6 separate regions of the Mus musculus genome follow, and regions 1, 3, 4, 5 and 6 are each linked to region 2. Evidence: chromatin contacts called from public Hi-C, HiChIP or PLAC-seq and promoter capture Hi-C data. All regions are on one chromosome and are shown on one strand. The core of a region is the stretch at or near the end of the contact, and the rest is flanking DNA. Distances in the headings are between cores, read along the strand shown. Region 1 overlaps Gm32611 (a long non-coding RNA gene). Region 2 holds the start of Grik3 (glutamate receptor, ionotropic, kainate 3). Region 3 overlaps Gm40246 (a long non-coding RNA gene). Region 4 has its middle 56 kb from the start of Gm40249. Region 5 has its middle 35 kb from the start of Gm40249. Region 6 has its middle 23 kb from the start of Gm32908.

What was found. Promoter capture Hi-C pulls out the DNA fragments that hold promoters and counts their contacts. Hi-C and Micro-C count contacts between places; a contact is called where the count stands out from the background. HiChIP or PLAC-seq counts read pairs in DNA pulled down with a chosen protein or histone mark.
Region 1: an H3K4me3 HiChIP or PLAC-seq map of forebrain shows a contact between it and region 2, with 5 times the contacts expected there. The contact joins the enhancer-like site here to the promoter of Grik3 in region 2. A contact is called at or near these places in 2 of 39 promoter capture datasets (hippocampal neurons and liver), 1 of 484 Hi-C or Micro-C datasets (embryonic stem cells), 9 of 115 datasets of contacts at active chromatin or transcription factors (craniofacial prominence, embryonic basal ganglia, embryonic forebrain and 6 more) and 1 of 9 other capture datasets (liver).
Region 3: a Hi-C map of embryonic stem cells shows a contact between it and region 2, with 2.2 times the contacts expected there. The contact joins the enhancer-like site here to the promoter of Grik3 in region 2. A contact is called at or near these places in 6 of 39 promoter capture datasets (HPC-7-derived erythroid cells, cranial neural crest, embryonic stem cells and 3 more), 12 of 484 Hi-C or Micro-C datasets (the N1E-115 cell line, cerebellar granule neurons, cerebellum and 3 more), 15 of 115 datasets of contacts at active chromatin or transcription factors (SST interneurons, bone marrow-derived macrophages, embryonic basal ganglia and 7 more) and 1 of 9 other capture datasets (embryonic stem cells).
Region 4: a promoter capture Hi-C map of hippocampal neurons shows a contact between it and region 2, with 5 times the contacts expected there. The contact joins the enhancer-like site here to the promoter of Grik3 in region 2. A contact is called at or near these places in 14 of 39 promoter capture datasets (the 3T3-L1 cell line, 3T3-L1-derived adipocytes, the HPC-7 cell line and 10 more), 8 of 115 datasets of contacts at active chromatin or transcription factors (astrocytes, craniofacial prominence, embryonic forebrain and 4 more) and 1 of 9 other capture datasets (embryonic stem cells).
Region 5: a contact with region 2 is called in an H3K4me3 HiChIP or PLAC-seq map of embryonic forebrain, with 5 times the contacts expected there. The contact joins the enhancer-like site here to the promoter of Grik3 in region 2. A contact is called at or near these places in 6 of 39 promoter capture datasets (cranial neural crest, embryonic stem cells, frontonasal cranial neural crest and 3 more), 2 of 484 Hi-C or Micro-C datasets (both in embryonic stem cells) and 14 of 115 datasets of contacts at active chromatin or transcription factors (SST interneurons, astrocytes, craniofacial prominence and 9 more).
Region 6: a contact with region 2 is called in a promoter capture Hi-C map of embryonic stem cells, with 4 times the contacts expected there. The contact joins the enhancer-like site here to the promoter of Grik3 in region 2. A contact is called at or near these places in 8 of 39 promoter capture datasets (the C10 cell line, cranial neural crest, embryonic stem cells and 5 more), 1 of 15 datasets of contacts at CTCF or cohesin (embryonic stem cells), 1 of 484 Hi-C or Micro-C datasets (embryonic stem cells), 10 of 115 datasets of contacts at active chromatin or transcription factors (SST interneurons, embryonic basal ganglia, embryonic forebrain and 6 more) and 1 of 9 other capture datasets (embryonic stem cells).

What each region holds. Positions count from the first base shown.
Region 1 is chr4:125,192,885-125,196,869 of GRCm38.p6, reverse strand. All of the region lies in intron 2 of Gm32611 (a long non-coding RNA gene), which reads right to left. Among named protein-coding and RNA genes, the nearest start is that of Gm40244, 24 kb to the left of the region's middle. Within about 2 kb of position 2,374, at least 21 of the 459 cell types and tissues checked have an H3K27ac peak or open chromatin away from gene starts, as enhancers often do. A contact at or near this core is called in embryonic basal ganglia, embryonic forebrain and forebrain, where this site is marked.
Region 2 is chr4:125,488,133-125,491,952 of GRCm38.p6, reverse strand. Grik3 (glutamate receptor, ionotropic, kainate 3) reads right to left here and starts at 1,257. Exons shown (of 16, transcript NM_001081097.3): 1 at 1,008-1,257. The coding sequence starts at 1,122.
Region 3 is chr4:125,135,299-125,139,065 of GRCm38.p6, reverse strand. Gm40246 (a long non-coding RNA gene) reads left to right here. Exons shown (of 3, transcript XR_868137.2): 2 at 558-628; 3 at 1,181-1,685. Among named protein-coding and RNA genes, the nearest start is that of Gm32611, 9.0 kb to the left of the region's middle. Within about 2 kb of position 2,420, at least 8 of the 459 cell types and tissues checked have an H3K27ac peak or open chromatin away from gene starts, as enhancers often do. A contact at or near this core is called in embryonic stem cells, where this site is marked.
Region 4 is chr4:125,778,940-125,782,827 of GRCm38.p6, reverse strand. No RefSeq gene overlaps it. Among named protein-coding and RNA genes, the nearest start is that of Gm40249, 56 kb to the left of the region's middle. Within about 2 kb of position 1,752, at least 32 of the 459 cell types and tissues checked have an H3K27ac peak or open chromatin away from gene starts, as enhancers often do. A contact at or near this core is called in forebrain and hippocampal neurons, where this site is marked.
Region 5 is chr4:125,869,859-125,873,559 of GRCm38.p6, reverse strand. No RefSeq gene overlaps it. Among named protein-coding and RNA genes, the nearest start is that of Gm40249, 35 kb to the right of the region's middle. Within about 2 kb of position 2,104, at least 1 of the 459 cell types and tissues checked has an H3K27ac peak or open chromatin away from gene starts, as enhancers often do.
Region 6 is chr4:126,000,107-126,003,571 of GRCm38.p6, reverse strand. No RefSeq gene overlaps it. Among named protein-coding and RNA genes, the nearest start is that of Gm32908, 23 kb to the left of the region's middle. Within about 2 kb of position 1,676, at least 13 of the 459 cell types and tissues checked have an H3K27ac peak or open chromatin away from gene starts, as enhancers often do. A contact at or near this core is called in embryonic stem cells, where this site is marked.

The DNA of each region.
Region 1 (3,985 bases), core at 1,125-3,624, 300 kb after region 2:
GTGTCTGGGAGCAGGAGACTGCCTTCTTGTGACTTCCCCTGCCCTCCTCCCCCTCTGTGGTTGGAGACTCCAATTAATTATGCTGTGTAATTAGATAAAGAATATTCATTTTTCATTAATGACGTTAAACTCCTGCTCTGTGGCTGAGCTCCTTACGTTTTAATTAAGCAGGACTCCTGAAAGCCACGAGACTGCTCCGAGAGGGCTCCCTCTCACCGTGAACAGTCACTTAGAATTTTAAGAAGTGAAGGATTCCTTCCCCAAGTTAATTACCTCAAAATTAGCTTAATCACAGCTCATTTAAACTTATCTAAACAACAGCGCAATGGGTTCCAGGAAACTGAGGTTCTGGCTCTGCCTGTTTAAAGTTTAAGATTTATTATTAAGTAATAATAACTTTTAAAGTCTGCTCTGATGGATAGCAGTGACCTGGTGGCCTTTGGGCTAAAGCTTGTTTGGTGCTGGAACGTGGACATGGAGGGAAGTTCTTGCTTATTCCCAAACCAGTGACCTAGGGTCTAAGGTGCTAAACCTCTCCTTATTTGGCCACTCCCCGAAGCAGAACAAAGTTCCGGCCCTCAGGTCCCCACCATCCACTCCTTACCAAATAGCAGCTTCCCCATTTGTTCTTAAAGAAGATCATGCCCTGGGGGATGGGAGGTAACCCTTCTCTACTGTGCATTCTCTAACAGAGCATCTAGCCTGAGGATGAGGCAAGGCTCTGAACAAGCCAGGCTCAAGGGGCCAAGAATTCCCTGTGCAATGCTCTGCAGGCATGGCTGTGCCCCATGTAACAGCTGGCATGCTGCAGGCACTGGGTACATACACAGTGAAGAAAGCTCAAGCAGGCGGCCCTAGGAGGCCAAGTCGGGATCCCGGGAGAAGCGTCCTGATTCCAGTTCTCTGCAAGAAAGGGTCATCTTTGCAGAAGATTCATAGGGACTGACCTCAAGGAAAATTTACCTTTGAGGTGGGCACATGGATCCAACACTCCTAAAGCTGAGGCAGGTGGATCACCAGTCTGCATCCTTCCCAGGGCACATAGAGAGAGCACTCTTCAAAAGTGAAGGAAAAAAGACATGTGTGCAGTGTCCTGTGTAATTCTCAGAGCAGTCTGTTTGCACTAGGACAGTTAGGATCCTCTCGCTCCAGGTGGGAAAAACCCAACCGAGGGACAAAGACGTCGGCTCCAAGTTCAAACTGACACTAAATGGCGGGGTTTTATCCCAGACAACTTGGGAGAAGGGGAGGGCATTCAAGGAGAGGCTGAGGTTGGTCCAGAGGGAAGCTCTGAGTCAGAAGCAAACAGGGGAAACTGAGTCACTAGTCATTCTATCATAGACTAGAAAGGACTGGAGTAGCAATCATTTCTATCTGCCTGTCCAACATTCTGCAGTGTTGAGTGGACCAGAGAGGCAGAAGCTGGCACTGTGGATAAGCCACAGCCTGGCCCGCCAGGGGCAGAGACCAGGGCAGGGACAGGGACAGGGACAGGACAGACCAGCAAGAAGCTGAGGCTGTCCCTCCTGCTGATGAGCCAGGGCCCCTGAGCTGGGAGGCTGGGAAATGATTTATCCGCCTCCTCTTTCCACACAATTGGCTTTCCTTTGCCAGCTCCCTGTTGGGGTGAGAATGCTGGAAAAGCCTGGAAGGGGCGGTGAGCCGTCATAAAAGATTTCTAAAAATCAGAGGCCACCTCCCTGGTCTGGAGATGAATAGCTGTGGTACCCCACCGCTCCCCTGTCCCTTCTGCTCAATCCTAGGTCACCCTGGCTCACCAAAGGGCCCTGCCTTCCTGGCAAGGGTCCAGGGCTTCCTAGCCATTACCTGTTCCTGCTCCGACTCCGACTCCTACCCAAGAGAGGTGGCACCGTAGTGGAGACAACTGGGTAATTCTAGCTGTCACTGCCCTAATTACACCCCACGGTCCTCCCGCCAGCACTATACACCCCGTGCTGCCTGCATAATGGGCCTTTTAAAAAAAAAAGAAAAAAAAGACACTCTCTCCTTTCACAGCTGCCTTTTGAAGGGGGAACAATCTTACACAATGTCTCTTAATGACGGCACTGCCTGGCTCTCCTGCAATTCCCGAACAACACCACCCCCCAGTCCCCAGCCCCTTCCCCTCTTCTCTCTTCTCTCTTCTCTCTCTCTCTCTCTCTCTCTCTCTCTCTCTCTCTCTCCTTGATAATCATCATAATTGTCATAATCGCCCTGGCGTTAAGAGAAGGTGCCTGGGACATTTCCATCAATTATGAAGTGACCTAATGAAAGGTCAAGTTGATCTGTGTGAGCAGGAGACTGAGGGAGGAGAAGGAGGCAGACGCACCATCACACATGAGTGAGCAGGAGAATGAGCATGCGCACACCACACACACAAGCACACCCACGTGCGCGCGCGCACACACACACACACACATGCACAGGCACACACGCACGGGCACACACACATGGGTGCCTATGCTACACCTGTGCACACACCAGACTCCAAAGGCTGGCAAGAAGAGAGTCATAGACAAAGGCAGTTTCCTCTCAGTGCTTCCGCACAAAGAGCCAGGTCAGGCCCATGAAGAGCTGCTTCACCACACCCTCAGCCCTGTGAGAGACAGGAAGAATATTTCCCGAACAAAGTCAGCACAGTGAGGCTCAGAGCAAGGATCAAGGTGACAGCTAACCAACGTCATTCCTCTGAATCCAAGTAGCTTGTCCAGTCCTTTCCGGCTCCCTGTTTAACCTCTCAAAGCCTCACTATATTCACCTGGAAAATGGGCTACCCCCATAAGAACTGACTACTATAACTTTGTGGTCTGAGTGTTCTCTCTTCTAGTTAATCTCCGTTCCAGGGTATTTGTGTATTACCGAGACAACCCTTACAGCAAACTAAGACACATTTTATACACATACATATTCAGGGATGTATATATTTGCAAGCAGTATGTATATATGTATATATTTATGTATATATGTAATCAAGTTGGTTTGGGTTTTGGTTTTGGTTTTGGTTTTCGAGACAAGGTCTCGCTCCCAGGCTGGTCTTAAAACTGTAGGACAACCTTGAACTCCTGACCCAATCACCTCCACCTCCCAAGTGCTGGGATTACAGACATGCGCCCCATCCAGTCTGCTCCATGCTGAAGATGTCACGTCGGGCTTTGTGCATGCTAGGCAGGCACTCTGCAAGTTGAGCTACATCCCCTGCCCTGTAGTGGATACACAGTCTCCCTCCACGTAGCTAGTAAGGCTCTCAGGTCAGGTTCATTCATGTGTGCAGCACGTGAGGTTTAAGAATATAAACTCCAGAGCTCCACTTAGGCGAGCAGGTCCAGAAGTGGGTGTCCACCAACTGTTTGACCTTGTGCAAACCACTCAGTCTCTTTGTGTCTCATTCTTTTTGGACACCTATAAAATAAGAAGTAGAATAGTACCCACCTTAAAACTTGTTGTTAGAATTAATTCTTCAGGGACTGGAGAGGTGGCTCAGTGTGGCTCAGTTAAGAGTGTGTTACTCTGGCGGAGGACCCAGGTTCAGTTCCCAGCACCATGTCAGGTAGTTCACAGCTACCTGCAACTCCAGCTCTAGGGGATACATTGCTTCTGGCCTCTATAGGTAAACACACACACACACACACACACACACACACACACACACACAAATAAATCTTTAAATAACTCTTAGTTGATGCTGTTGTGGGTTTTGGTGGTGGTGGTTGGTTTGGGGTTTTTTGTTGTTGGTGGTGGTGGTTTGAGGGTTTTTTTGTTTGTTTGTTTTTTGTCTTTTTGTTTTGTTTTGTTTTTTGACACAGGGTCTCACAGAGACCTGGCTCATCTTAACACTTGCTGTGCCTAGGAGGCCAACCCTGTTTCTGATCTATCCTCGCCTACACAGTCTATGAGCATTAGCAATTTATTCCAAGTCAACAATAATTCATAGGTGTCCCATTTAAGGAGAGAAATTAAAGTGAGTCCAGGTTTGAATTCTCTATGT
Region 2 (3,820 bases), core at 8-2,507:
AAGAGAGTCCTGGAGGAGGAGGAGGAAGGTTGCCTTGTCTCGGTAGAGCTCGGTAGGCTGCGCACCAGATGTTGGTGTCTCGCGAGCCCGAGCTGCCCAGGTCTCCGGCCTGGTGCGGGCCGCCCACGGTAACGATGGCTCCTGGGTAGCCCAGCTTAGCTCAGCCCCGAGAAGTGAGTGGGCTAAAGACTCGCGTGGGCTCCCGCCCAGCCCTGAGCGCTGCCACGCAGGGTGCCTCCGGCGGCCACAACAAAGTTAAAGCCCAGAGTAAGAAATCTGCAGCGGTGAGAGAAGCCGAGAAGCCAGAGCCCCAAAAAGCCGCGCGCAGACTGCCAGCCGCCGCCAGCTGCGGAGGGATTTCGGCTAACTTTAAAAGCCACTCGCAACCCTCGTCCCCGGCTGCGCAGGGTTGCCTCCTGCGCTTCCTTTTCCCAGTCTCGGTTACTCCTCATCGAAAGAGGCCTGGGCCTGGGGGACCTGCTCTAGCGACAAGCAGGGGACTGACCCTCTCCTGCCCCGAGCCTCGGCCAACTAGGGGCAAGGAAATCCGCCATCCTAATCCGGCGAATCCATCCCCTGTACCCCTTGCTCCAGCGAGGTGCCCGTGGGGGGGAGAGAAGTTGGCGCCTTCCCCAGGGCTCCCACTCTGCGCAGAAGCCAGTCCCAGAACTAGGTCTGCGGCCATCCTTGCCAGCAGTCGCGGCGAAATTCCCCCGAGGCGCTGGCTTAGGGCTAGAACCTTCGCCACACTCCACCGCGTCGCCTACCCCGGAGCGTATCCAGGTTCCCTAGCCACCGCGGCCCGGTTGCCTCTTCCCCGTAAGGCCCCGCGACCCGGGCTTTGGAACTTTGTCCTCCCCCTCTAAGAGCTCCCAGCAGACACCCGAACCCTGCAGCCTAGAGGGAGGTTGGGACAATCTTTCGGATCACGTTCAGAGCACCACTATCCCCCAATTCCCGTCCCCACCCGAGCGCGCAGAGACCCCCGGCTCTAGGGGAGCCCTTACCGATCCGGATGACGTGGGGCATCCCGCGCGAGTCTGGGATCCAGAAGGCGCACACTAGGAACCCGGCCCAGTATTCCCAAACCAGACTCCGGAGGCGCCGCCAGGGAGCGGTCATCGTTGGGCGCCACGGAGCGTGCCCGGGGCGCGGCCGTGGCGGGCTCCCTGGGGCGGCAGCTCTAGGCGCGGGCGCGCAGCAGCCCCCGAGGCGCCGCCTGGCCCAGCCGCCCGGCTCCGGAGCGCCTCTGCGAGTGGGGGGCGCCCCGCGGCGCTGCGCACATCTTACTGGGGGGCCGCCCCGCCGGCGCCCGCCCCGCCTCGGCTGCCGCCCACGGGCCGCCCGCGAGCGAAGGCTCCTGGGCTCCGCCCGGGCTCCGCTCGGACTCGGCTGCGGCGTCTCCGGCTCGCGTCGGCTCGGCTCCCGCGCGGGCTTCCCACCTGCCCCGGCTGCCGGGCGGGCTTGCACGCGTCTCCGGCCGCTCCTCCTCCAGCCGCCGCTGATGCTATCGCCCGGGCTCGCACAAAGCCCCGGAGTGGAGTTGCACGCGCGCACACACTCCCTCCCAGCCCCCTCCCCCGCGCCCTGCCTCCCGCCTCCCGCGCCGCCCGCCGCCCGCGCTCCCTCCGCGTACTCCCCCGCGCACACACGCTTCCCACTCACACTCGCCCGGGTGCACACTTGCGCGCTCACACCTGCGCAGGGGGCGGGGAAAGGGACCCTGGACAGGATTTGGGAGGGGGGACACCCGGAGGATGGAGACTATCCTCCGCAGCTGAGGCGTCCCCATCTGCCCTGCCGCCCCCAGGGCAAGGCACTGAGCCGGGGAGCCAAGCGTAAAGCGGCGGAGCTGGCACCAGGAGCTGGGAGACGGCGGCAACCCAGCGGCCCGACCAGCTGGAAGAGACGCGCCCGCCGAGAGCCGCGAGACCCGGAGCCTGCCGTCTGCGGAGCCTCGCCTTTCAGCTCCCACGCGGCCGACGCTGGCTGGACGGCGGCGGCAGGAGACTGACCTGGAGCTGTTTTTCACTCTTGATCTCTAGCCCTTGGGAAAGCAGGGCTGGCCCAGGGCTTGGAGGTTTAGGGAGTGGGGTTGGGAGTAGAAATCAGAGAACCGTAGGAGCTGAACTAGGGAATGCGGAGCTTCAGAAACTAACCGTGAGGGAGACACCAGGCCAGACCCTCTGCGTGGAAGGTAGGACTTGACCACGCACCATCAGTAGGAGGACTACTGAGAAAATTCGCAAAAGCCTTCGTTTTCGAGGGCCGCTGGAGTTGGAGCCCGCTGGGTTCTCAGTCCTCTTCCGCAACTATGCGGGAGGAACTGGAGCCCCCTCCCGGATTCCTCCTGAGAAACAATACAGAGAAACTGTATTGTTCATGGGACAGAGTAGGATACACAGGGGGGGAAGCCGAAAGGGTTAAAAAGAAATGTTGTTTATTACCAATAATAAATTTTTTTTCAAGTGGCGCTGGGTGCTGAGGGAAGAGAAGGGCTGTGAAGCGAGGCAGGAGCAGGAGGCTGCGAATTACGCAGCTAGGCGAGTTTAATGACCTTTTTGACAGAGACAAAGCGGTACCGATACAGTAGATAAATAAACGGATCTGTCACCGGGCAGCGGCTAGGCTGTGTGCGAATTTATTTTTCTCATTTAAATAATTTGATCTATTCAATCATTTCCAATCTCTCCCATTTGCCAGCTGCCTGGTAAGAGCATGGCCCCCTACATCTGAAGAGCAAATCTTTAATTTTCCTACAAATAGATAATGCGTTGCGCTCCAAACAGGCCTGTTAATTTTGCCGTCTTTTCTTTCCCGCCCTATGTGGCGCAGGGCTTCCAGGCATTGTGTGGAGTTGTGAATAAGGCAGTGTAGCCAATTAGCAATTAGGAAGGGACTTCTTCCCATCTGAACTTGCACCAGTGGCCTTGGGAGCAAAGGGTTCCTGGGCTCTGCCCAATAAAAGAGAGGCGTGTGTACGAGTTCCGGGACATCCTAGGTGATCAGCTGTTATGCAGAGGTCTCTGAATAGGCCATGCTTGGGCCTTCCCTGGAGCCAGAATGGCTAGTTCCCCAATCGGGCCTCTGAATTTGCCCAAAGAAGCAAAGACACACAGATCGGCAGCGTCAGGATCCGCAGTTGCCCCCTCTCCATGGGATCTTACAGGATAGGCCCACAAGGACCTAGCAAGGAGGCATGCAGAAGAGGGGAGCAGAGGATCCATGGGACATAGTTGAGAGCCTCTTCACCGGAGACACACCCTGGCAGCGCATTGCCTGACCCTCAGATTCCACAGCTTGTTCGATTGGTTCCCGGAAGGGAAAGGACCTGGCTGTGTTTTTGAAGGAAGATAATCCTATGCCCTGACAGTGACAGGGAAAGAGCTGAGAAGAGAGCAGCTACCAGTGCCTAAGGCTGACTAACTCTAAAGGTGGCATGTGAGTGGACTGGGTACAGAGGACATGTGGCTTAGCAGGAAATGGAAGAAGCAGAAAGGTAGAGGTGTGGCTAGAGGGAAGAACACTTCTGAGGCCAGCTGGAGGAAGGAGCCCTGAAGGGTGGGGGCAGTCTCCCTAAAAGCTAGCTGAGGTGGTATCACAGTCGTACATGGATGAAGAAGATCTAAACTCCCCCAAAGGTGAGAGTATGGCTCTGTCCTCAAAGTCCCCTCACCAGCACCCCCAGGAAGCAGGCACCCCAGCCAACTGCATCCCTAAGCAGTGTGTCTCCGTAACCAAGGATGGAGGCTGGTCTCTGGCTCCCTTTAAGTTGCAGTGGGCACAGCCTCCTGGCTGCAGTGATTGTATATGGCTCAGG
Region 3 (3,767 bases), core at 1,171-3,670, 350 kb after region 2:
TGGGAACCTGCACTCATGTGCACACAAACACACAACACACGCACATAATTAAAAATAAAATAAATCTGCAAATGTCCCCAACACTACAAAAAAATGTTTTATGAAATAAAATAGAAACAAGGCCAAGTGTAGTGGCTCATGCCAGCACTTGGAAGGCTGAGACAGAGTTGCCATGAGTTCAAGGACAGCCTGGGATACAGGTGGAGACTCTTGTCTAAAGCAACAATAGAACAAAGAACTTGATTGAGGGGTGAAGGTGGGGGACACATGTTTGCCTGTGAGAACTCTTCCCGGAGAGCTCAGCTCCCCAGTGCCCCAGCATTAAAGGACACTGGGAAATGGAACCCCAGTTGTAAACACTGCCCGCCTGCTTTGTTAATGTACACTTGTTTAGAAACTTCCCAGGAGAACATCGGAGTATCTCTAGTACTTCAAACAGGGCCACTGGGCAGGGAGCGGTGGCCATATTTGCTTTTCATCTTTAGGAAATCACAGCCAGTCAGAGGCACGTGGGTAATTTGAGAAAGCCACAGCTTCTTTCCTATCTCTTCATCTAGAAACAACAGGAGGAGATCACAGAACTGAAACACACTTTGCAGGAATCGAAGACCTGCGTCTGAAAAGAAAGGTATCCGTGTTTTACATCCTTAGGTGTGCAGTTTCAGCCTTTAATGAGAATGTCAGCACCCACTCAGATCTGGAACCATGGGGGAGGGGGGGCAGTTATTCACTTGTCTATCAGCCCTGTTTTCCTCATAAAATTCATTTAAAGTCTATCAAGCAGCAAATTTCACTTACTAAACACAAAACAATACAAATCTTGGAGCTGGCGGGAGGGTTCAGTGGGCAGAGTTTCTGGCTACCAAGCCTAAACACCTGATTCCCATCCCTAGGACCAACATTGTGGAAGGAAAAATGACTTCCACATGGTATAGTCTGACCTCCACAGGTGTTCATGAAAGAGAGAGAGAGAGAGAGAGAGAGAGAGAGAGAGAGAGAGAGAGACTTTAAGTTTATTTTGAAACAATTGATACAATTTTATCACTGACTGAAGATGAAAGCGATTCTGCATTACCCTAATGGATGGGCTTGCTGACTTTCACATGAAGAGGTGCGCATCTTGGCTAAACATCTGACAATCTGACATGGCGGGCTAAGGGGCTGCTTCACTATTTTTCAGAGTTTTCCTTTTATAATCATCTTGCTGAGGACAGCACTTCACATAAAAGCATTGTGCAAGATGGCAGACATGCATCTCAGGCCATTTCAGAAACTCCAGGACATCATGTCTTAATCTCAAACCAGGATTCATTTAAGGACTTTTTGTGAAACTTGAGCCAACAGCCCAAGCAGCAATTTAATGAATTCTTAGTTCTAGGATGGGATCTCAAGGTGTGGACCTGGTGTGGAACTCAGTGTATAGACCAGACTGACCTCGAACCCAGAGACCACCCGCATCTGCTAGGACTAAAACCATGTGCCACCATGCCTGCCTCCCAGCAGCAATTTGTAAAATGAAACATTCGTGGCTGGAGAGATGGCGCAAAGGGTAAGAGCACTGACTGCTCTTTCAGAGGTCCTGAGTTCAATACCCAGCAACTGTACCATCTGTAATGGGATTGGATGCCCTCTTCTGGTGTGTCTGAAGACAGCTACAGTGTACTCATAAATAAAATAAATCTTACTTATTTATTGTTTGGTTTTTCGAGACAGGGTTTCTCTGTGTAGCCCTGGCTGTCCTGGAACTCACTCTGTAGACCAGGCTGGCCTCGAACTCAGAAATCCGCTTGCCTCTGCCTCCCAAGTGCTGGGATTAAAGGCGTGCGCCACCACGCTAGGCTAAATCTTTTTTAAAAGTGAGAAAGAGTAGAGAAAGGTAACATTCGTGCCATTCACTTAAAAAAAGAAAAAAGAAAAGAAAAAGAAACATTCTAACACAACCCCAACCAAAGGCAGCCTGACTTGATACTCTCTTGCTGGGCAGGGCCAACAATCTCTGGTTTCCATAGGGAAGCCATCCTGTTTCTACAGGAAGAGAAAGGCTTGGACCTATTGTGAGAACACTGCACGTGTTATCCACGGGACTCATGAATTTGAGCAGGGTGCTCCAGGAAGAGGTAAATTAAAGTGCAAAGCCTGTGTCAGGTAAGCTTCGACAGAAACTCCGCACATCCCTTACAAATTTGGTTTTGAGTTTTCACCCTTGCTGTGTGTTTAGAAACCTCAGGTAGGGTGACACCCGCTCTAAGTGAGCAAGGGCCCTTCCCGTGCCACAGTCACACAATCCCTTCTGTGACCTCTGCGACTCTTTAATTACTCAGCGGCAGGGAAGGAAGGCCGCAGCAGGCCCTGAGCACCACCTGAATGGACCAGAAGCAGCCGGCGCAAAGTGGGGGAGGGGGCAGGGCAAAATACATACAGGGCATTTGGGACCAGGAGCAGCTCTACAACCACCGTGCTGTGTGACTTTCGGTCAACCTTTGGCCTCTCTGGGCTTCCGCTTCCCATTTTGAAAAAGAAAAGGAAATGGCGTCCTCCTCCTATAGGAAAAACACAAAGGATGGGAAATGTGTAGTGATGGTTTCCCTGCAGATGTGGAGAAGTTCAATGAATAGCAATAATTAGTGGGTGCAGCCTGGGGTACCAGTGAATTGGTAGACTGCTTGCGCAGCACACAAAGCCCTGGATTCAATCCCCAGTACCATGAGAAAAGACCTTAGACATGTAGTCCCAGTGGGTGGGAGCAAGAGGGTCAGAAGTTCAAATTCATCTTGAGCTACATAATGATCTTGTGGCTAGCCTGGAGTACATGACAGCCTGTCTCAAAAAACAAACAAACAACAATAATAATAATCAGAAAAGAAGGAGGGCTTACTAGCAGCTGTAAAACCTTGAGTAATTCTCATGACTTTTCTAGTTTGACCTTGTACCAAACAGCCACGGATGAACTAAACCAGCACTTTGCCCCCTTTCACTACATCCCGTTGTGCTATTTCCAAACACAGACCCCATAGTCTGTAAGATTTTGTCTTAAGCTCTATTTAGATAATTATTATACACTTTCGGAGAAACCCTGTCTCAAAAAACCAAAAAAAAAAATTATTATACACTTTCTAATTATTAAGTAATTACTATTAGAAAGGATTTTTAAATGGTAACAGTATTTACTGGCAAAATAGCACCCAAAAACCCTAGACCTAGGGATAGCTTCAGGTAAAGCTTGATCTAGGAGCTGTTCCAAAGGACCCATGCTTTTTTGGACTGTCAGCTTCATCTCCTGTGATAATTCCAAGGAAGCCAGAGATTCCAGGCATCGCTGGCTTTTCTCATTCGTAATGAACAGAAAACAGTTTGTTTCCCAGTTTGTTATCAAGAGGAGAAGACCCAGAATTGAGTCACACTGATGATTGCTGGCTCATCTAAGTTGTGCCTGCATCTTTTCCGGACCGCTGATTATAGACTGCAGGATGAGATTTTTCTAACTTGTTTCTGCAGAGCAGACCCCGCCCCTTGATTAGGCCACTTCTGACCAAGTTCCACGGCTAGGAAATCCTCTGTTAGGTGGGGTGAGACGAAGGGTGCTATAGAGGCTCAAAGGAGCTGATGTCAGTACAGGACACCCCCAGATCCTATAAGGCAATGAAATATAGCCTGTGACCTGTCCTCCTAGCCCCACTCCATCCTCCAATCCTGTGGCTTTCCTCACAGACAGCTTAGCTGGACTCCCACCCCACACCCCACCCCCGCATCCCTGAGTGCCCTTCAGC
Region 4 (3,888 bases), core at 503-3,002, 290 kb before region 2:
AGAAACATTCCTGATGGCCCTTGCATTCTCTCATGCTGACCTCTAGTTGTCCTTGGACTGGGGATCTTTGGACAAATCTTTGCCTTTGATTTCTTTTCTTAAAATATTAATTGCGTTCCATTACTTTATTTCATTTTAAAGTTTTACAGCTATAGGTATTTTACCTTCATGTGTATCCATACACCACACATAGGCCTGGGGTCCACGTGTTATCAGAGACCATTGGATCCCCTGGAACTGGAGTTGCACCATGTGGATGCTGGGAATTGAACCAAGGTCCTCTGGAAGAGCAGCCAGGGCTCATAACTGCTGAGCCATCTGTCTGCCCCAGCCTTTGGGTTTGAAGGCAGCCCGGTTTCCTGCATCTCTACCCACCATGCCCTCTGCCCAGCCTTTGGCTTCAAAGACTGCTCAGTCCCCTGAGTCTCTACCTACCATGCCCTCTGCCCAGCTTTTGGGTTTGAAGGCAGCCCAGTCTCCTGCATCTCTACCCACTGTGCTGCCAGCTCTTCCAACGCTTTTCTTTAGACAAGTCTCTTCAGCATTGCTGCTTTTTCTTTCTGTCCATAAAGTGATCACAATTTCTACCTGTGCTGCCCTTGACTCTCCCCAGCTTAGGCCTCTCTCCTGAATACCCACCTGCTCTGCTGTCCACTGGGCATCTCTCCCAGGATGCCTTTCAAACTTACCACGCCCTTCAGGTTTATCATCTCCCCTATGGTATGTTCTGAGTCAGAGGATGCCTCCCTTTAACAGTCTCCAAAGACAAAGAACTAAGACCCCTCCTTAATCCCGTCAACTCTCCTGTCTCTCCATCTAGTCTGTGAGACTCACCTGCATCTCTTGAATTTGTCTTGCTTCTCTGCTTGTGTTTTTTGAGACAAAGGCTCACTATCCTACCCAGGCTGGCCTTGAACTCACAATTTTACTTCCTTAGTCTCCCAAGTGCTATGATGACACTGGCATATATGGCTTTTTATTCTCTTGGTGGGGCAGTCAGGTGCTCTACCAGCTATAGCACTAGCCTTTCTGCATATGAATATGAGGGCTCTGGGCCAGGATGCCACCATCTAGAGCCCTGACACAGCTTATAGTGTTGTCCCAGTTCTAACCTAGTTGTCAGATCTCAGTCATACCTCAGGGAGTGCTCTGCTCCAGGGAGACCACCCTCTGTTCCATCCATCCACCAGAAGTAGCCGAACCTGAGCACATCTGGACATCTAGTTTTTTTTCATCAGTGGGGAAACAGACACATTACATGTATATGCTAGTGTGTGACAGTGAGTGTGTGCTGTGTGGGTATCATGTGTACATGTGAGTGTGCATGGGCTGGAGAGTCAGGATGATCAAGAAGAGACTCATGTCCCTAGAGTCCCCCAGAGACACTTCCCAAGAGCCTGTCTCCCCACTGTGGCCCTCCCACTCCAGAGAACAAAGAGCTTTCCAGTTGACTGGCGCCTGTGTTAGCTGAGACAAGGGTTGTACATCTCAATTTCTATCACATGAAAATGAAATCAAGAATGTGGGAACAGACCCGGGAGAGAGGAGTGGGGGGAGGGGGATGAATGCTTCTCCACAGTAGAGACCCCTCGTCCCCCCTGTACCTCCCACAAAAGCCACCTCTGTTGAGACAGCAGCATTCTCTTTTGGGGAACCTTCAAAGAAGGTGGCATTTACATTCCGAAACACAGGGAGAGTTAAACGCTGCGACAGCAGTAAGAAAAGCAGCCAGGGATAGGGAGCGTGTGGTGAGCTGCCAGCTCACGCACTCCGCCTGCACAAACCCGCCTTGATGTTGCAGCCTTGACTAGACAGAAGATGTTTGCCTTCTCAATTAGGAAAGATCCACAGCTTCACGCCTGCCTGGGAGGTGGCAGAGGCACTAGGATTAGCACCGGGGGAAGGACAAGGGAGGTGACAGAGTCAACAAATGTCTCCTCATCTCCTTTCAGCCCCTGCCTGCCCCAGAAAACATTTTTGGTTTCCTGGTGGGTCTTGCCCTTCTGCCCTCTCCTCTGCCTTTTCACTCCATAAACTCGAACTCAGGGCTGCTTCATACTTTATGCAGACTCTGTGGGTAGATCTGGGGGTCACAGAAGAATAAAACAAGATCCCTTCCCCGGGGAACTCAGAGCTAGTCAGAGACTGATGGAAAAATAGATGAACCCAGAAATAGCCAGGCCTCTCCTTTCCCTGAAGGAGCAGGTCAAGGGACATAGAAAAATTTCCCGAAGGTTCCCACTGGTTCCTGGGAGGGCTTGCACCTGTCAGGATTAGGCACAGACTGGAGTCGAAGGGCCTGGGTTCAAGTCTCAGCTCTGCCACAGAACGGTTCTGCCTCTCTTGTCCATGCTCACAGCAGGTGGGCTACTATAGTCCCCAGTGGTAGGGCTGGTGTCTGAGTTGAATGAGCTGCTTCCTGCTGGGGCAGAATGTCAATCATGGTCATTTTTGTATCTTTGTCATTTGGAGCCCAGCTTCTGTTTGCATTGAGTTAACTCCATTTGCACATCTTCTTACCCCCTGTGGGCTTGACCCCCACCCCCAGTCAGCCCAGATGTGGACTTCAATTCTTTTCTTTACACTTCACACACACACACACACAAATGGCCTCACCCCTAAAACAAAGCTTGGCTGGGCATACAAAATCTCTGCGGGTAGCTGTATTTTCAAAGGATGGGATTTATATATCGCGGAAAGCCACATGCAAAAGCCCATTCCCCAGAGCCCCTCAGATATCCCTGTCCGCCCTCCACGCCTCTTCCCAGGGCTTTGTTTTCTTATTTCCCCCTCTGCTCTCTCTATTCGCCGCCTTCTGTTTCCTCTTGCCCCCAGCAGAACAGTTTAGCAGTCTCCCGCTTCCTTGTCTCTGATCAAATCAAGCCCTAGGGATGTTATCTCCCTCCCAGGGCCTTATCAAGGTATTTCCCTATACAAAGACACTCTCTTTTCTAAGAGGGATTGGAGTGTCAGATGGTTGTGTCAGTTAGGATCCGACTAGGCAAGGGGAAATCTTTAATGTGGGGCACTGGTTGCAGGTGGCAGAAGGGTAGCAGGGCCTTGGGGCTCTTTCAGTGGGCCAAACAGTAAGATAGCACATATGGATGAAGAACCTCTGTCTCCCGGCCCCACCTTGCAACCCTGCTCCTCTGTACTGCAGTCACGTCGTGGCCCATCTTTGTCTTTGTTAAATGTGTATATGGTCACCATTAGTCTAGGTGAGGAGGTTACCTGGGGACAGCCGATGGGAAAGAGAGTTAGAATAAAGGCCAAGAGGCTGTGGTTGACCAGGGAAACAATATGATCTTCTAACCTGGCTGGCTTCTGGAAAGGCATTGCTCTCTTTTGGCCCAGGATGTGATGGGTTGGAGGCATGTTAGCTCGGTCTTTTTTGACTGATGGGGAAACTGGGCTCAATGGGAAGCAGAGCTCTGCCCACACTGGGCAAACAGGGACTATAGCTGGGGCTCCGCTTCAGTCCTGGGTGGTCATCCCAGCGGCACATTATGGGAAGGAAAGATTCAAGAAGGACAGAGAGGATGAAGGTGCCCCTATGCCCACTGGAGGGAGACCCCAGAGGGTGAGAAGCTCAGCTGGACAGAGTAGAGCTGGAAGGAGCCTTGGAAGGACAGACCAACCAACAAGGGAAGCCACATCCAAACAGTCAGAGATGTGGTGTCCCTACTTTTGTGGCAGAGAAGATGAAGCAACCAGCAAGGGAAGAATGGCCGGCAGGTGAATGGCAGCTGTGGGGGAGGAGGGGCCAATCTGCTCTCTAAACAAGCCTGGCAGCACACATGCCTGTCATCCCAGAGTTTCAGAGAAGGGGCAGGTGATTCATGAGTTCAAGGACAGCCTGGGCTACAGATCCAGACCCCGTGGCCAAAA
Region 5 (3,701 bases), core at 855-3,354, 380 kb before region 2:
GACCCCAGGACCCCGTGGCCTCCTGCAGCTGGCTGTATTCTGTACCCTTGTGCCACGATACCTGTCCCTCAGCTCAGCTTACTTCAATAACAAGTTTATTAATTTATTTTATGAATAAGATCTTTCCATGTTGCCCAGGTCTGTTTTGAACTCCCAAGCTCAGATGCTCCTCCTGCCTCAGCCCCCCAAGTATCTGGGACCGTGGGCATTCACAATCATGTCCAGCTTTAACAAGCATTTCTGAAATGCTTGCGCTATCTTTCTATGTGTTGGTGAGCACAGTGTATGAAAACCTTGTTCCTCTACAGCCACCGTCTGGGAGACCCGGGAGATGACACACCCACTAGGAAGCGAAATGAGAGTGTGTGAGATGTGCTGAGTTTCATGGAGAGAAATGAAGCTCTCATGTGCATGGTGAGAGAAGGTTCCTCACCACCATGGACCTCGGCATTTTGCTTTCGCTTACTGTGCACCAGCACCAGCCAGGTTTGTTCCTGGGTGTCCCCACAGTGCCATCCCATAGTCTCACAAAGACCCTGGCAGCTTGACATCAATTTCTACTGAACAGACCAGGAAGCTGAGGCTGGAGAGCTCACGGCAGTGTCCAGGGTGATACAGACCACAGCGCCACGATTCAGGCTGGTTAGAAGCACCTCTCACTGTACAATTTAATTCTTCCAAGTTCTTCAAAGCGGGGAAGACGAAGCCTTCGCTTATCTTTACACCATGTCAGGGGAGATTTGAATTCAGGCCCCTAGGAGCCTCCTGGAAGGTAGCCCTAAGATCAGAGCTTCTACTTGGGTGTGGTGGTGGCACCTGCAATCCCAGCACCCCAGACATGGAGGCAGGGGAATCCTGAGCTCAAGGGCAGCTTGGGCCATACCACAAAGCACTGCTTCAGAACACACAAAACCCAACATGAAACCTATCAGCCCTCCTCAAGCTTCTCTTGAATTTCCTTGTCTTCACAGTTAGATTTTTCTCGGTTTTCAAGGGTCTGGGCACTGTCAGGGTGTTTGGCGTTTCCATGGGACCATACCGATTTCTGCCTACCATCTTGCCCTCCCACCCCAAGAAATCTTTCATGATTGAGTCCTTGATAATAGTCTGTCTGTCTGTCTACCACATCATCAAAGAGTGCCTTCATCCTATTTCTTCAATTGTCTCCTATATGGGGCTGAATGCATCCCCTCTGACCAAAGCCATAGGCTGATGTGGCCCCCACTGGCTCCTCAGAATGCGACAGGGTTTGGAGACAGCGTTTTGATAATTAAGTGACATTTGCTTCTTGTTTGTTTGCCTTTTTGAAGCAGGGTCTAGCTATGTAGTCCTGGCTGTCTTGGAATGCCCTGTGTAAACCAGACTGGCATTGAACTCACGGAGATCTGCCTACCTCTGCCTCATATGTGCTGCGATTAAAGGCACGTGCTACCCAACCTGAAAAGCAGTTCTTAGGATAGGCCCTAATCCAAGATGGCGGCTTCATATGGAAAGTGTAGAGGGTTGGGAATAGGGTTCGTCAGTAGAATGTTTGCCTAATGTGCAGGAGGTGCTAGTTTCAATCAGAAAAAGTAGGGAAAGAAATAAGGCAGGAAGGCAAGAAGGAAAAAAAAAACAGAGAAGGAAGCAAGGAAGGGAGGGAGGGATGGAGGGAAGAAGGAAGAAGGCAGGCAGCCAGGCAGCCAGGCAGCCAGGGAGGGAGGAGAGAAAGCAGGCAAGGCAGGGAGGAGGGAGGCAGGTAGGGAAGGAGGGAGGGAGAGAAAGAGACTGGGATGTATACATCCAGGAGAGGGAGGAAGGAAGAAGACTGTCCTCTACCAGCCAAAGAGAAGGACCCTAGGAGCCCTGTGGGTTCCTTGCAATTCCAGCCTCAAGAAACTGTAGGGAAATACATTTCTGCTGTCTAAGCCATTCCGCTATCAGTACTGTTATAGCAGCCATAGAAACTCCATCTCTCCCCCTCCCCCTCCCACATCTGTGGGCCACCGCTCCCTAGATGGGGGTTCGGCCGCTGACTTCTGTGCTGCTTGGCCAGGTCTTGGGAATAGAGGTCACGGCTTGCTGACATCCCACCTGCCAAAGGCCTGTCAGAGCTGTGTTCCCTGGCTGACACTCCAATATGCAACCCTTCCGCTGCGCCGCCCTCTCCACATAGGCATTCTGCGCCCTGTCACTCCAATCTGCTTGCAGTCAGCAACACATTTTGCGCCAGCAAGATTCCACAAAGCTGACATGGAGAAACATCGACTTTGGCCGAGACAGCTGCATCCCACCACTCTGACATCTCTCAGGCCCCTTGGACATCCCCAGAGCGCTGGTTTACCGGCCTCTGCTTATGCTGACCTGCCTGGCCAATCCTAAGCCTGGCTAACTTTCCTCTCCATCCCCTCCTGGCTAATGAGCAGTCCTTCTTCCCCACATGTCGCTAGCAGCCTGCTCACTACTATGACCTCTTTGTGCTCATGTGGGTCCCTCCTAACTGTCCCGGCTCCATCCTGCTATCCTCACCCTGTGCCCTGTGCTAACTGCCTCTGCTCAGCCTTAAGGCCCTTGGTGAGTGTTCAGCCACTCACACAACCTTCTGGGAGCTGCCTGATCTCCACCTGATGTGTGAATTGCCCTTTTCTAACTGAGCACATGTGGCCATCCCCTGGCAAGGGAGGTCTCTCCACAGGTTTGCCATGGCCCACTGAACTGGTTATGTTCATGACACTCTGGAACCAGGAACATAGAATCTCCAGATACCATGACTGATTTTCTGCTTCTCTGGACGTCAAGTGGGTATTTAGCCACCCAGATCAACCCTGATATTATCAACCCGGAGTAAGTATCAGACCCTACACATTTAGGGATTCAGTTCTCAGGCCTGGCACCTATTTCCGACACCAGGTTTAAGTTTTAGGCCTGCTGTGGTTGAGGGCACCCCTACCCATTACCGCAGGCTTCATAATGTGCTTGAATGGCTTTGCATGGCTTTGAGGGACATTTTACTTATGGCAGCCAGCTCACTGTTGAGAATGCAACTCAGGGGCTGGGGAAAGGATAGTTTTTGTGATTGTGTGATGTTTGGAATTCTGGGAACTTTTCTGAGGGTATACAATGCTAGCTGTGCCCTGCTGGGCAGGTTTGGTGTCAGTTGGTTCTTCAGGGAGCTTGGTTGTGCTTTGTTAGTAGTTGTGGTCAAAGGAGAAAGAAAAGAAGAAAGAAATTAGATTCAGGGATTTTTCTAACTTCGCTCTCCCCTTTCTCCTTGCTTCTCTTCTATCTAGTATTAGGGGTAGAACTGTGGGGTAAAGGGTAGGAAACAGGACCCATAAAGTAGCAAAAACCTGTTACAGAAAGCACTGCATGTCATCCTCTCTCACCTCAACAAGCCTGCACACATATGTGCACACACATATGCACACATGTGTGTACACTCAGGCATGGGAGGGGGCAGGGAGGGAGGGAGGCAGGGGAGAAGGGGGAAAGAGGGAGACTACAGTTCAAGTATAGCAATCAAATCCATAAGATGCACAGGGCAAAGTGTTGGGAAAGTGATACCAGGCTTTCCTACCCTCTCTGGATGCTGTTGTCTTCAGCATCTCCAGGCACCTCTTGCTCACTAGCCCTTCCCCCTCATTCAACAGTTTATGGAGGCAGCCAGCCAATGGCAGACAGTTCCCATTCTGGTGTTAGTCATCTGTGATCGCCCGATATAT
Region 6 (3,465 bases), core at 427-2,926, 510 kb before region 2:
CTAAGTACAGAAGTGGATGCTCACAGTCAGCTATTGGATGGATCACAGGGCCCCCAATGGAGGAGCTAGAGAAAGCACCCAAGGAGGTGAAGGGATCTGCAACCCTATAGGTGGAACAACAATATTAACTAACCAGTACTCCCCGGAGCTCGTGTCTCTAGCTGCATATATATTAGAAGATGGCCTAGTCAGCCATCAGTGGAAAGAGAGGCCCATTGGTCGTGCAAACTTTATATGCCTCAGTACAGGGAAATGCCAGGGCCAAGAAGTGGGAGTGTGTGGGTAGGGGAGTGGGTGGGGGAGCGTGTGGGGGACTTTTGGGATAGCCTTGGAAATGTAAATGAAATAAATACCCAATTAAAAAAAAAAGAGCCTAAGTAAGGACAGATGAGGGTCCAGGAGACCAGCTGACTGCTGCTCAGGCTAGTGGGCCCATGCAAGGCTTGCTTGGAGAAGTGAAGCAGGCCACTGGGTGTCCCTGTGGATGGGGCCCAGGTACTGAGGAAGCAGACAATTTCAACAGGTGACATGTGGGGAACAAAATAATAGGAGTCCTCACTGGGCACTGGGTGAGGCTGTGTGTTCCCAGAAGGGACATGGACAGATGAAAAAAAGAGTTATGTGTAAGAGTGGACCTGAGTGAAGAGGGTCTTGTGATGTGGGGTGGGGTGGGGTGTGTGAGCTGGGCATGTAACACAGGAGAATTAGAGACCCTAAGCTTACTGAGGAAACTGTAGGTCCAGAAAAGAAAAGCACCCAGCCATTTTGCTGCAGAAAAAAAACAACAATTGTCACTTGTCATTAATCCCAGCATTTGGGAGGCAGAGGCAGGCTGTTCTGTATGAATTCAAGGCCAGCCTGATCTACATAGTGAGTTCCAGGCCAGGCAGGGCTAAGGAGTAAGACTTCATCTCTAAAAGAAGAAAGAAAACATCATCTCTAGTCCCTGAGAGGTTCCGGCAGCCTCCAGAAAATCCTGGGAGAGCGGCTGCCAGACCCATGCCTTGGTGGCCTCCACACTCCAGGCAGAGTTCCAGCCCCTTCTCTGCACTCCAAGTGACACTTCCCAAAAGGAAGATGTCCTTAGGAACAGGGACATCCTTTCTGAACAAGGTTGAGAACTCAAGGACCGTCAAGGAAATCAGTTAGGTTGGATCTCCGAACTAAAAATCTCCTTCATGATGAAAGGCACCACTGAGGGAGTCAAGGGACAAGCATTGGAAGGGACAGGTAGACAAGAGCGCCTGGTCCCCGCTCAGGGGTTCTGGGCCTCAGTTGGGGGGGATAAGGGAGGATCTGTATCAGTCCACCTTTAATGATCTTGTCTGGTCTGGATGGCAGAAAGTTGGAGGAGTGATGTCTCTGATGTGTGTCTTCACCAGCCCCTCTGAAAGAACGGTGCAACTTTATGAGTGACATTTTATAGGGGTGTCATCGTTGCGGGCGGTTTGTTGTTTGTTTTTCCTGGCATGCCATGAGACAGAGTCCTGGGCTGGTTTATGAAGCCAACAGCCCAATGCACTTCTCATAAAGTCACATGAGTCACTTGGGTACTGCCCTGCCAGCCACCAGCTGTGCTAGTGAGAGACAGGGGAACTGTCCCCACCCTCTCCTAGCCCAAGCCATTGGTGGTGCTTCCAGGCTTCTGTGCCCAGAGGGGAACCTGATGGAGGCAAAAACAGATGGGATAGCTGTGGGTGGGGTTGGTTCTGCCTGGAGGGTGGGGGTGGGGTGGCAGTGGGTGTGGGGGCAGGGATGCTGAGGTGAGGTGTGGCAAGGTCTACAAGCTCCTGGGTAGGGCCAGGCTAACAGGCATCTAGCCCCTCCCTGTCAAATACCATAACAGAAAGGATGATAAAAAAGTAGTGACCAGGCAGGGAGAAGGAGGCTGCCACACAATCCCCTCTCGGGAAAGGCTTATTGTAGAATGGGCCTCGAGGCCTTGATCGACCCTCTCCACGGAGGAAGAGCATCAGACAGAAAGTGGTGCAGTGTGTGAGGTGCAAACACACTGGGGTCTCAAAGGGAAGGAGAGGCTTTCCATTGTAACGTGGAGAAAAGCTCTGCAACTGTCTGTAAATAGATTGGACCCAGTGCCCTCTTCTGGCCTCTGTGGGCCCTGCACACATGTGGCATTCACACGGGCAGACACATACATATAAGTAAAAAGAGTACGAATACATCTAAAAAAGAAGTGAGAAAGAGAGGGCGAGGGGAAGAGACCCCCCCCTGTGAGATGGATGATGGGGGGTGGGGGGAACCTGAGACGCCTCTCGGGACAAAGTGTGGGACTTTCGTGAGTTCTTAGGGCTCGCATAAAATTTCACATCAAGTTTTTTTTGTTTGCTCCCCCCCCCCCACTCAAGACAGGGGGTTTCTTTGTGTAACCTGGGCAGTCCTGGAACTAGCTCTGTAGACCAGGCTGGCCTCAACCTCAGAAATCCCCGGCCTCTGCCTCCCAATTGCTGGGAACCTGTTATTTAGTCAACATAGCCAAGGACAGAACAAAGATCGTGGAAGAGCTAGCTAGCTACAGCATGGTTTCTTCTTAACTATGCTCCAGAGGTTGCAGGGTGTGTGCCCGAGCCCTTCAGGCTACAGGATTTGGCTTAAATAGGGGCAGGCTGGTGTTTAACACCCCCCCCCCCCGCCACACACATACACACTGGACTGGCTGTGTGGTGACAGTGCACAGATGGCACCAGAAGATGGCCTCTGAATCTCCACACACAGCCACCCTGCCAATGGCTGAGTCATGAGTATAAGGTGGAAGAGAACAGCTGGAGGGAGGGTCCCCTGGGGAGGCTGATTACTAAAGAAACGGGACCTTTACATATGGGTTCCACTCAGATAGGACCAGAACCGCAGTGGTTAGAGTCTCAGTGGTTTCATTTACAGAAGGCAGCCTGGGGGTATAGTTAGTTTAGACCAGTGGGTCTCAACCTTCCTAATGTTATTACTCACTCTTTAATTAAGCTCCTCATGGTTGGGGTGACCTCCCCACCATAAAATTATTTTGTTGCTACTTCATAACTGTACATTTTCTACTGTTCTGAATCACAATGTAAATATCTGGTGGTCAGGATATCTGATATGTGACCCCTGTGCGGGTAGAGACCCACAGGTTGAGAACCGCTGTTTTAGACTTATATGCTGTTATTTTGGGGCATTCCTATTTGTCAAAAGAAGCCCGGAATGCTGGGTGTGGTGCTGGAAGCTTGTAGTCCCAGCTCCCAGGACGAGAGGCAGCGAGCTCAGAAGTTTAAGGCTGTCCGCAGCTACGCAGTGAGTAAATTGGAGGTCAGCATGGGCCACAGGAAACTGAAGAAAAAAAAAAACTAAAAAAAAAAAAGCAGTGGTTCAGGAATGAGGCCGTGGCCACTGATCTGCTGGGCTTGTCTCAGGGCCTCTGCAATGGCCCCCAGGGTGAATGGGCCTCTTTAGTGGGAGGGTATTTGTGGGGTG